Regions from separate parts of the Capsicum annuum genome. Here region 2 is linked to region 1. Evidence: chromatin contacts called from public Hi-C data. All regions are on one chromosome and are shown on one strand. The core of a region is the stretch at or near the end of the contact, and the rest is flanking DNA. Distances in the headings are between cores, read along the strand shown.

Region 1 (5,805 bases), core at 2,141-4,640:
ATGCATACATCTTGCATGTATGCATTCATTCATATATCTGAACGTGATCTAATGTTATATATATTCTCCTTTTTGTTGTTTTGTTGTAGTGAATGATGAAGTAGGGTTATGATTGTAAATGGGGTCCCTTGGACGGATCGAGTTAGAAATATGATATTTTGGTATAGTCTTGTGAATGCGAGCATTGAAAAGACTTAATTGATTATAAACTTAAGAAATTGTATGATCTAAGCATTGTGGGCTAGAGGAAGAGAAAAAGGGGCACCAATTGTAGTGAGTAGTCAAAAGACAAAGATATAAAAAATATATATATTAAAAGACAGGTAGGTCACAAAGATGGTAATTGTAGGTCACAGTGATGCTAAGTGTAAGCTGCAAAGTACTTAGTACAGGCCACAGAGATGCTAAAGGAGGGATAATAAAGAGTGGGTAGTTTGGGGGATTCAAAACCAGAATTTTTCTTGATGTTGTGATTTCCACCATATTTATTATTGATGTTATTTGTTTCAAACTCTTCGATGACACTTATCGGTACTCATGATTTTACTGATGCTACACTTACTATAGCTTCACTCGGGAGTATAGTCATGGTACAGGTCAGTTGGAATTTCTATAGCAGCGATGTCAATCACTCTGTAGCAGCTTCTATTTTTTTAATTCTACATGAATGTTGTGCCATGAATGTCCCTATTCCTTATCTAGTGCTCTTGTACTGATTTAAATTAGGTTTTGAGAAGTCACTTGTAATTATTTTTCGCATTTACTCTTCGTACCTGATGTGTTAAAATAAATTTAAAAAGAATTGAGCGAATATAATTGTTTTACTTCTATTAGACATTTAGATGATGAATATTAAATTAATTAAGTATTTATTCTTTCAACTTTCGCTATCTGAAGTAGGTCAAGATAGATCAAATTTTCTGTGCTCATAATCGAGGCTGAACCATTTGGTCCAAATTAATCATGAAATCTCCTCTCATGACTATATTTTTCACAATACTAATAATACCCCTTATTATGAGTGCAAAGATTTAAAAAAAAAAAATCAAATATATTAAAAATATGATTAAATTATAAAATGAAATTTTAAAAAATGTAAGTTATTCTTTTTTAAAAAAAAAATAATGGTGGAATGGATCTTATTTAGTTATATGTAGAACTTTGTTGTGAGTATAAATATTCGATTTCAGAGTAACAAAAATGAGTTTAGTGGCTTTTATAGGAAAAATAATTTAAATGATCATTCGATATGTAAACTTTAACGTAGTATTTTGATTATTATATTTTCTCTTGATGAGTATGCAGTGTTTGTCATTTGTTGGAGCTACACTTGCTTGTTGTTTTTACTTGAATCACATAATTGCAACACCATCAATTGAATTGAAGAGAATTTTTTGTGTGTGTCTCAAACCTGTTGACCTTAATAGTATATCTAATAAAGTTTTTAAAATATATTTATCGTTATAATTATTTTTATTGAAAGTAATTGTTTGTAGCCTAACCACTTTTTTTTTTTTTTTACTATAAACATGAATTAAAATGTGTGACCAAAATTCCGAAACTGCTTTTGGAGACTTTTTGGTCTTGTAGAAATGATTTCTTTACAAAATACAGGTGGACCCATGTGCATGGTTATGTTGCTTGAGCATCCACCGTCTTTGTCATAGACTTTGGTACTGATATAGAAAATTTATTTTCAAAGTTATTGTTTTTGTTAATCATATTCATGAGTATTTTTGTAGATGATCACTTAACTTTAATTTTATTGTACCAAAATTATTTAGTTTTTCTTGAGCAGCAGATATCATCATGTGGAGAAGGCGAGTCCGTTTGTGACGGAGCAATAAAATCAACTATAATTTTTATTTATTTTTTTGGTGTTGCTACACAATTATGTTAATTTTTTATGTTTAGATGCATAAATTAAAAAAATAGTAATAAACCAGATTATGAACAAACAATTGAACTTTGTCATACACCAATAGAATTTGTCGGATTTCTTATATTTATTAAGTTTCAAATTGAAATTTTTGTCCTTCATTAAAGATTCTACAATATATTTTATTTTAAAAAAAAAAAAATCTTTGAAGTGTTATTATAATGTGTGAAATTTTATAATTAATTAAAGTCCTTATTTGATCTAACTAAGAAATCATAACATTTAATAATACCGGATCAATTAGAATTTACTTCATTTAAGAAAAAGGACTTCAAAAATAAATATACTACCTTTATATCAAACATTTAGCTTTTACTCAAATAATTGTCGCGTCATTATAAAAGCACTAAAAGATGAAATTAAATTCTGCATCGATCAAGATACAAAGTTTCAAGGTAAAGTTTTGAATACTCCTCCATTTCATTTTATTTATCACAACTTAACTTGACGAAAAATAATTAATAAGATATTTACTTTATCATAGTAACCCTATTAAATGATTTTTATATTTTAATTTGAAGAAAAAATAATTAATATTAAGGGTAAAAAAAAAAAATTCTTGATATATCAAAAATAACAAGTAAAAGAGCAATACAATTAGGAAATTTGTGACAAATAAAAGTGAATTGAGGAAGTACATAACCAGAAAACAACAAGATCTCTGTCTTTTTTTGGAAACACAAACAAAATAGTTAGACGTGGGGAAAAATAGAAAATAAGTTTAATTAAAATGTGTAATATTGACTTCCTTTATAAAAAATGTTGCTCCTCATTTATTTTTTATATATGATTGGTTTAGGATTCTAGAAAATAAAATTTATACATATTACCCTATGAATCTGATGTTTAAAAACTCATATAATGAAATTAATAATTAGATTTTCTTTTACTTCTATATGTAATTAGGGGTGAACACGGACCCAACATGATGCATGTAAAGAAAAATTAGATGCAATGCATTAATGTATAGAACAAATTATTTACTTAATAGTATATATTACGAAGTCAAATTTTATAAGAGATTATGTACATTTTATTTATATAGATAATATAGATAGTAAAAAGTTGTGCATTCTTAGCTTGAGATGGAACCTGTTGCATAATAAAATTGAGAAGGATTAGTATTTTGATGAACATATTTTTTAAAAAAATGTAATGTGACTTTTTGTGGTCTCAAAAAGCAGAATAAGAAAAAAAAGAAGTTTTATAAAGTACATCATCATTTTCAGTAAAGATATAATTCAATTGGACAGCTTTACTAATCAATTATTGTTACTACGTTAAAGTTTTTCTATAGGAATCAAACCTTTTCGATATTGTCAAAGAATCAAACACAGTTATTTTACATCAATCTTAAACTTCTACTGTTTACGAATGTGACAATGAGGAAGTTATGTTACATCAATCTTGAACGTCTATATAGTGTATGATATCATAAAAGAAACAGTAGCTTGTACAAAGACCAATCCTAAGAGCAGCCGTTTTTTGTGAAAACTAAATAACTACCAGCCACCACAACACTTAACAATACAAAACTAAAAATTCTCTAAGTTAAAAATTTCCCACGATCTGTAAGTGTGTACAAATTAAATGAAAGACTGCAACCAGAAAAAGATTACATGAAAGTCACCTAACATTATTAAAGTGATAACCTTAAATTCAGTTACTATGAAATTGATTAGTCCTTTTACAAGCTCCTTTTCATAATTTAATTATAAACCAACCAAACGTTATCAAATTTGAATATGACATTTCACTGAAAAATAATTTGACTCAGCTAATACATATTCAGAAAATATATACCTCTTAGAGTAGCAATTTAAGAAAGTAGGGGGGGGGGGGGGGGGGGGGAGTCAGCATACTGTTATAACTTTTATTTATTTAAGTCTAAATACGTTATATGAAAAACGATAACTGCGGCTTGCTCAAGGGTTTGAGCACAAAAAATTAATGAGAACACTATTGATTCTCTAACAAAAATGCTGAGGGGAAAATATAGTTCAAATTTCCATGTATTTTTCTTTGAACATCCTAAATTGATCTATTCAAAACTATTCTAAACAACCCATACAAGTTTTAAAGAACGCAAAGATACAACCAATTAAATCGACAAGCATATGATTTTCTTACTACATAAGTACACAACATAAAATATATGTAAAAAGAGGATAATTCTCGTTATTCTCATGTATTTTTGTCACAGAATAAAAACGAAACGTAAAACATAACTTTAAATAAATACATAAATAACAGAGGTGAGAAAGACACATTAAAGCTCCCATCTTTAAAGCAACATGTGAATCAACATTATATAAAGACTAACTAAACAAAACACACAATTTTGCTTATTTTTCTAATTAAAGTAACGATATTGAATAGGGATTATTTTATTTATTTTCAGAGTCGTCATTTGGAATTGAATTATGGTGTTCCAAGTCACCTTATGAATCCCTAGTCAAAAGAAAATGACTCTTTTATTTTGGTCTGTGAAAACAGAAGACTGGGTAAGAAATTCTGTTAACCGAAGGGAAGATGTGAGGCACCCTTCGAGTCCCGTGGTTCTAGCACGGTCGCTTTTATTGACTTATCTTGACTTAAATTATTTTAATAAAATATGTTAAGGCATAAAATCGCTCATTTTTAATTATATCAAAAACTTGTCTATTATCTTATGTTAAATAAGTCGGTGAAAAGTTAATTTTAGAAAATATTTGTCAAAGTGCATTATTGTATCTGTATGCCGCATTCTTAATTAAGAAGACTATTTTAAACGTGTCTAAAGCTCGTCTAGCGTTAAAAACATTTGTTTCATCTCACACAAACTTGAGACAATTTTCTAATCCATTTTCTTCCTTTTTACTCTTTATTTTGTAACGAGTTTTGAATTATTCCACAACTCGTCTCACTTCCTCACAAATGGGTCTTTCCTCTCTTTTCTTTTTCTTTATGCGATAGAATTTAGATTAAATTCGTATCCCATTTTTTCAAGTCTAAGTAAGCACCTAACATGTTTAAAAGTCTACCCAACTCAATTATATCGACTTCAAATGGTATGTTTATTTATTATAACTCTTATCACTTTATGCTTATCATTTTAGTCAGACAGATTACAAGCAAAAAAAAAAAAATTTAGTCATGTTATCCGATAGAGAAAACTAAACCATTATATGTAATGTCATTTTTCGGAATCTTTTAGAAGTCAGAAGTTGACTTCAAAAATAAGAAATACCAAGTAAATTTTAATGGTGGATGTATATAATTTACATGAATCATTTTTCAAGAAATCTCTATAAATCATTTCCATCTCAGACCAAAAGAAATTACATAGTGAAAACACATAGTGACTAAGCAAATTGAAAGATAAGAAATACTAAGATAACCAACATTTCAACCACAACCATTTTCCATGCACCTTTCCTGTTGCTAACTGTTCGTCACCCATTATTCATTGAAACTTATAGCAGAAAAATTGTGCGTCTCAATTTTGTTTTTGTACTTCGCTTAATTATTTTTAAAAAAAAAAACATTAAATAAAATTGACTATTAACAGAACACCACCTTAATCTACACAGAAACAAGACAATCCTAGCCATTTTAGCAAAACCCTAGAAAGGATTTTGACCCTACCCTACAGTACTACATGATAGAAAGTAAAAGTTTCATTTTACCTAATTCCTATTCCCATAACTTCAACTTGCAAACCATTATTCCGTCCTCCTATATCTACTTTCTATATCAGCACACCTTTTCTTTTTTATATAAAAAAAATTAAATTAATAAACAGAATAGCAGTGTCACCATAGCACTATTTAAGAACTAATATATTTTGAGAAAAACACATTAAAAATAACCATGAATAATAATAA
Region 2 (5,805 bases), core at 1,931-4,430, 100 kb after region 1:
GCGCTTGCCATCCCTTCTCTATCTGATATTGCAGTTTGCCTTCTATTTTTTCTTAATGTTTAAGATGTATATTCTTAAAATCTGGAGACTATTGTCTCAGCTAATGCTCCTTACCAAGTAATACACAAATATGTACACCAGCATGAGATAGGGCAAAGAACATTTGACTCAGTTGGATTTATTTTTGCTACTGATTCAGTTAAATGTTAATTAGCCAATGTTTTCATACACACTTTTGGTATAGAGTACATTTTGTTATTCTTTGTTTGAAAAAGACCAAAATTATAGAAATTAACTCTTTTCCAGTGATTATTTGGGGAAGCTGAATATTGTGAAACTTTGCATCATTGAAGCGATTGTTGTTTAATTACTTTCCAGAAAAGAAGCAGAACATGACAAGAAGGTAGGATAAAAAATAAATAAAAGGAAAGCTATGCCATAGCTTGTAGACTGAAGATAGACGTACAGGTCTGTTTGTGTTGAATTTAGTTACTTGATTTATAGTATTACTCTATCGGTGTCCTTTTTTTTTTTATTATCTAGCGGTATGTTATCCCATTTTGTTGCTTAATTTATGTTTTTTGTTTGTTATACTGTTATTTGTGCTGAGCCGGGGGTCCATTGGAAACAACCTCTCTACTTCATCTGAGGTAGTGCTATGGACTGCGTACACTTACTTTCCCCAGACCCCACTTTGTGGGAATACATTGGGTATGCTGTTGTTGTTCAATTACTGCTAGGCCATTTGAACATAGTTTCACACACTCGAAATGGAAAAGGGTGGAGCTTTTGATATATGCTTGAGATGATATATGCTTGAAACAAAGCAAGGTTCTAAAGAGATTTGGTGGATTAGATGGTTAAAAATGGGAGTTGATATTAGCTCTCATTGTGCTGTTTGCAAGCCTTGATTGTGATGTCCCACAATGTAAGCAGCCACAAGTGTGAAGGCAGCAAAATTCTTCTGAAATTGCTCGCAAAACTTCCTATGTGGAAGTATAATATTCGTATTTTGGGTTTGATGATCATTAATGAACTGTTCTTTTCACACATCTTGTGACATTGTAAACCAGAATGATAGGAAAAAAAGTTGTCACCGCGATGAGATATATTGAACAGCCTGCTGAGGTATGTTGTGGCAGGGGTTGAAACTCAGGGAACTGCATAACTCAGCTCAGAAGAAAGACCTTTAACTGCTTAATTTGGTTCAAAAGAAAGTCTTTTGTAAAATTATGAGCTGTTGGAGCCAAACAGAGTTGTAGATGGATTTTAGCAGTGTGATGTGCTGATTTATCTATTTTGATGTTCAGGTTCATCTGGAAGCCGGTTCAGATGCGCCTCTTAATGTTACATTTATAAGAGCTCCATCAAGTGCGCTATTAAAGGTTGAGGTTCCTCTTGTATTTAGAGGAGAGGATATATCCCGCGGTTTGAAGAAAAGTGAGTAATAGATACATCTGCCTCTTCCATTTTGTAGCTTGCTAAAAGATGTTTATCTTTTGTGAAGCTTTTAATTTTCTTATAATGCTGGTTTGCACAGTGATTTATTGAAACCAGCTTATCATATTTTACACTTGCATCAGTTCTTTATCCGCAGGTATAACTACTGGTTTTCTTGAATTCATTCAATGAATATTTTATGGTTACGATGGACCAAGAAGTTTCTCAAGGTAGAGTGATGGGAGACTAAGGTTCAAATCCCAAAGTAGGTAAAACATGACTGATGATTTCTTGTTATTTGACCAAGTCTTGGTGAGCAGAGGCAAGAAAACCCTACTGGTGTAACATTAATCAGAACTGACAGTCTTACACTATAGATGGAATGTATTATCTGTTGAAACCATCTTTGATCAGATCCTATCATTTTACTATTGGTATGTCAAGTTTTCTTAGACCTCCTGGCTCTCCTTGCATAATTGATGATCAAGGCATTCATTTGATGTTCCTTTAAATTAATTCAACTATTGCACTCTTTTAGTCTTTCAGCGAGTGATTTTGAAAACCTTTGTAGTTACTTCATACCAAGTAGATTGGCTTGAATTCTCTTAGTTCAGCTATGCCTTTCGTTAAGCACAGTGAAGCTCTTCTCAAATCTTCTTTTCAAAGAATTGGTAGAAGTTTAGAGCATCCCATTTCTAAAGATGTACCAAAAATTTTGGTGAAAATCCATAATAAAGCCATAGGGGTAGGTCGATCTCCAGCACTATCATTTATGGTTCAGTCACCTCTTCCTCTCTGGAAAAGACCTTTGTAGCCATCTTCTAATAATATAGTTAGGTCCCAGCATTCCACTTAGGGTCCATCAACTGTAAATTCCATGATGGCTTAGAAGAAACACAATGAATTCTAAAGAGGAAGAGGTTGGGTTAAAGTATTCTAAAATCTTACCTATTAGTACATGCAGGCATATATTATGTCAACCAGACAACCAAAAATGGAACAAGTTACCGATTTTAAAGAAAAAAGGACAATCAAAATGGAACACTGCACCAGCTGCTATTTGTTGAACTGTTTGGATGGAGAGAGATTAGAAGATGTTTTCAACACATGGAGAACAACATTCAGAAGATAAAATCCAAATGTATAGCTTTATTTTGTTTTTGGTGTAAATGAAACAATTGGATGAGGATGAATTTATTCTAGATGTGAGAGAATCACTACCGGTCCCGAAAGGTAGATTTTTGCGAAGTTTCGATTTTGCTGCACATGTACAGATTTTGAAAGCATTTCTTAGAGCTTTTTTTGTGGAGCGGTGGGGGTTCCACTCGGTGTCCGGTACCCACATTGGAGCCTGATTAAATTCGAATTTGCAAAAGAAAGTCCCACATTGGGGGATAAAACTCTCCTTAACAAAGGCAACTCCATGCCCAGGGTACTCGAACTCGAAAATTCTAATTTAGGATGAAAAAGTACTTACCACTCCATCACAACCCTTATTGATGCATTTCTTAGTGCTAATCATTTATAAAATACTTTGCCTTCTCCAAGGAAAACCACAATCAAATTGGTTTTGCATGTAAATAAAAATATTCTGTTAATGGCATATACGAAACATAAAACTTGTTTAATGAGCACAACTCGCTGCTTTTATTATAAATTATTTGCAGTCATTGCAACGTCAATGTATGACTAAGACCCACGGACTTTAACTTGCCTTTCTCCCATCCAACCAAAAAAGGTACTTCTAGAGATTGGAGCAGCTAAAAGGAGGAATAAAGCGTAAAGTGTGTATCTAATCATTACCACACATCTTTTTAATTTTAAATAACGTTAGTCCAATTGATAAATTTCTCTCACAGTGGTGCTTAAAAACATGAGTCGATGATCTGTTTGTGGGGTGTAGGGCATCTGGTCTTTCAAAAAATATATGATATCTGAACCTTAGTGAGCTACATAATTAGTGCTTCTCTTAGAATTGATGGTCATTCAGAAAGAGAGAATCCTTGCTGAATGATAAAATGATGAAAGGAAACACAAATAATATGTGAGGCCATATCCATTCCCTATTTGCTTGCACTTTTGTTTTTATTTATTTATTTTTAATAATCATTGGTTAACCAATTTGGCAGGGTCATATTTGAATATCATCAAGAGAACAGTAAAGTTTCTGTGCCCAGCGGATTTCATCCCCCCCTACATTGACGTTGACTTGAGTGAGTTGGATGTTAACCAAAAGTTGGTAATGGGGTGATCTGAGGGTTCATACAGCTTTGAAGCTTATCCAACCAAAGGATCACCCTGTTGTCAAGATTGCGGGAGCAAGAGTCTTTGATCAAAAGAAATCGAAATAATTTTTATTGAAGCAATTATCTGAAAATCTTAGCAAGCTTATTATGAATTCCACAGCTTGGGACAATGGCATTGCTAAGCTGATGTTATTTACTACAAGATCTTGTTCATTTGTTCTAATTAAAATAGGATAATTAGGTGATGGTATCTCAATTTTGGAATCAGCAGCTGAATTGTATATCAAATTGGTAATGCCCCAATAATTTTTCTCTAATGGGCTGTGAAATTTCAAATCACGACTATGTTCTCTGCTCATCTGCACAGCATCAACTTTATCAATGTGATGTCCTTTTCTTTTTCTTGTACTTGTATTTTTTTTCAACATTTTCTGGTGATCCTTGCAAAGAACCTTTCATGATAAAGATTGGACAAATTTCGAGATAAGTCTTATATACTGCAAAGGATGAAATGCAGAAATCCATCTATTTAAAAAATAGTCAAATTACGAAGTTTTAATTGCATCCAATTAACTATAGATTTTGTTTAGGCTGGTCTGAAGTTGGGTACTCTATAAAGTGTGTTTGGTATGGAGGAAAACATTTTTGAGACAAAGTTTTTCAATTTTCTCAGGTTTGCTAGTGTTTTAGAAAATATTTTCCAAATGAACTTAGCTTCTTCAAGTTTACGGAAAATGACTTCCTTCTTTTAAGAAAAAAGTTCTACTACTTCATACCAAACACAATTTTTAGCCTGACTTCGGACCTCAAAGCTAAAGTTTGAATTTAGGATCTGAATTTAAACTTAATTTTTTAAACTTCAAAACTTAATTATGAATTTAGACTTCGATAGAGTCCAACTTCAGACCTGAAATTTTAAGCAGCAACAACATTTCACTTAAAAGTTTACTTCTCTCTGTAGATAGGGGTACAAGAAGTAGCTACCTTGTGTCATTTTGCACTTGCAACCTTATATTTGATTTTAACTTATAAAATATTCTTTTATTATACGATTTTATAGAGAGTAGATTTTCAGGACAATCATATGAAATTACTAAGTAAGCTCACTTAATTTAATTTTTATTAATAAATTCAGTCAATTTATGAGTTTTATCTTAAGACGTCGCTTTACCCTTTCAATCATCACAAATATGATGACCGAATCCCGATACTATTCAATAATTGTTTTAAAAGTTATGCCAAATTATATTCTCGGAGTTGGAAGGTTGAAGTGATTTTTGTAAGAAAAAATCAATATGTTGAATGACTTTAGTAATGCATAAATAAATTAAGTGTATTCGTAAAACTAAAATAACTAAGGCATTTTGAAAAATCTACTTTTTTATATGTTCAAGCACACAGACTAGGCAAGAAAATAAAAATATATTGGTTGAGTTTAGTATTTCTTTTTTCAAAAAGAAAGGCAATAAGGAAGAAAAATTTTCACTCACCATACTCATGTAAGCGAGTCAGAAGAAGCCTACAGATGAAAAAAAACAGTAATATAATACTTCCTCTGAAACAGTAATATAATACTTCCTCTATATCAATATACATGTCTTTGATCATAATTATTTCAAATATATTTTAAACAGTCGTTGTAAAGTTGGCCTTATTAGCCTCCTATCTATTACTAATATATAAGCGGCAATGAAGCTGCTGAAGCAGGCAGCTTGTGGACGACATGTCTGCTTCAGCTATTTGAATCGTGATTTTACTATATTATTTTTAATTAATTATTATAAGTCATTTACGTATTAAAAATTAATAATATTTAATTAAAAAGGTAAAATAGATATTTTGCTTCAGCTGCTTCAACCATAATTTTTCTATATCATCTCTAATTAATTATTACACGTCATTTACGTATTAAAAATTTAATAATACTTAATTAAGAAAAGTACAATAGATATTTATGACATGTTCGCTTCAGATGCTTCAATTGTGATTTTATTATATCACCCCTAATTAATTATTATAGATCATCTAAGCATTAAAAAATTGATAATATTTTATTTAAAAAGTTAAAATAGACGCAAAATTATAGGTTTACTCTTATTTTTTTAAATTAACTTGATGG

What was found. Hi-C and Micro-C count contacts between places; a contact is called where the count stands out from the background.
Region 2: a contact with region 1 is called in a Hi-C map of pericarp, with 2.2 times the contacts expected there. The contact joins two enhancer-like sites. A contact is called at or near these places in 2 of 5 Hi-C or Micro-C datasets (pericarp and placenta).

The regions. Positions count from the first base shown.
Region 1 is chr6:170,496,686-170,502,490 of UCD10Xv1.1, forward strand. No RefSeq gene overlaps it. Among protein-coding and RNA genes, the nearest start is that of LOC107873015, 110 kb to the right of the region's middle. Within about 2 kb of position 3,391, at least 1 of the 5 cell types and tissues checked has an H3K27ac peak or open chromatin away from gene starts, as enhancers often do. A contact at or near this core is called in pericarp, where this site is marked.
Region 2 is chr6:170,597,026-170,602,830 of UCD10Xv1.1, forward strand. It overlaps the pseudogene LOC107874077. Among protein-coding and RNA genes, the nearest start is that of LOC107873015, 5.4 kb to the right of the region's middle. Within about 2 kb of position 3,181, at least 5 of the 5 cell types and tissues checked have an H3K27ac peak or open chromatin away from gene starts, as enhancers often do. A contact at or near this core is called in pericarp, where this site is marked.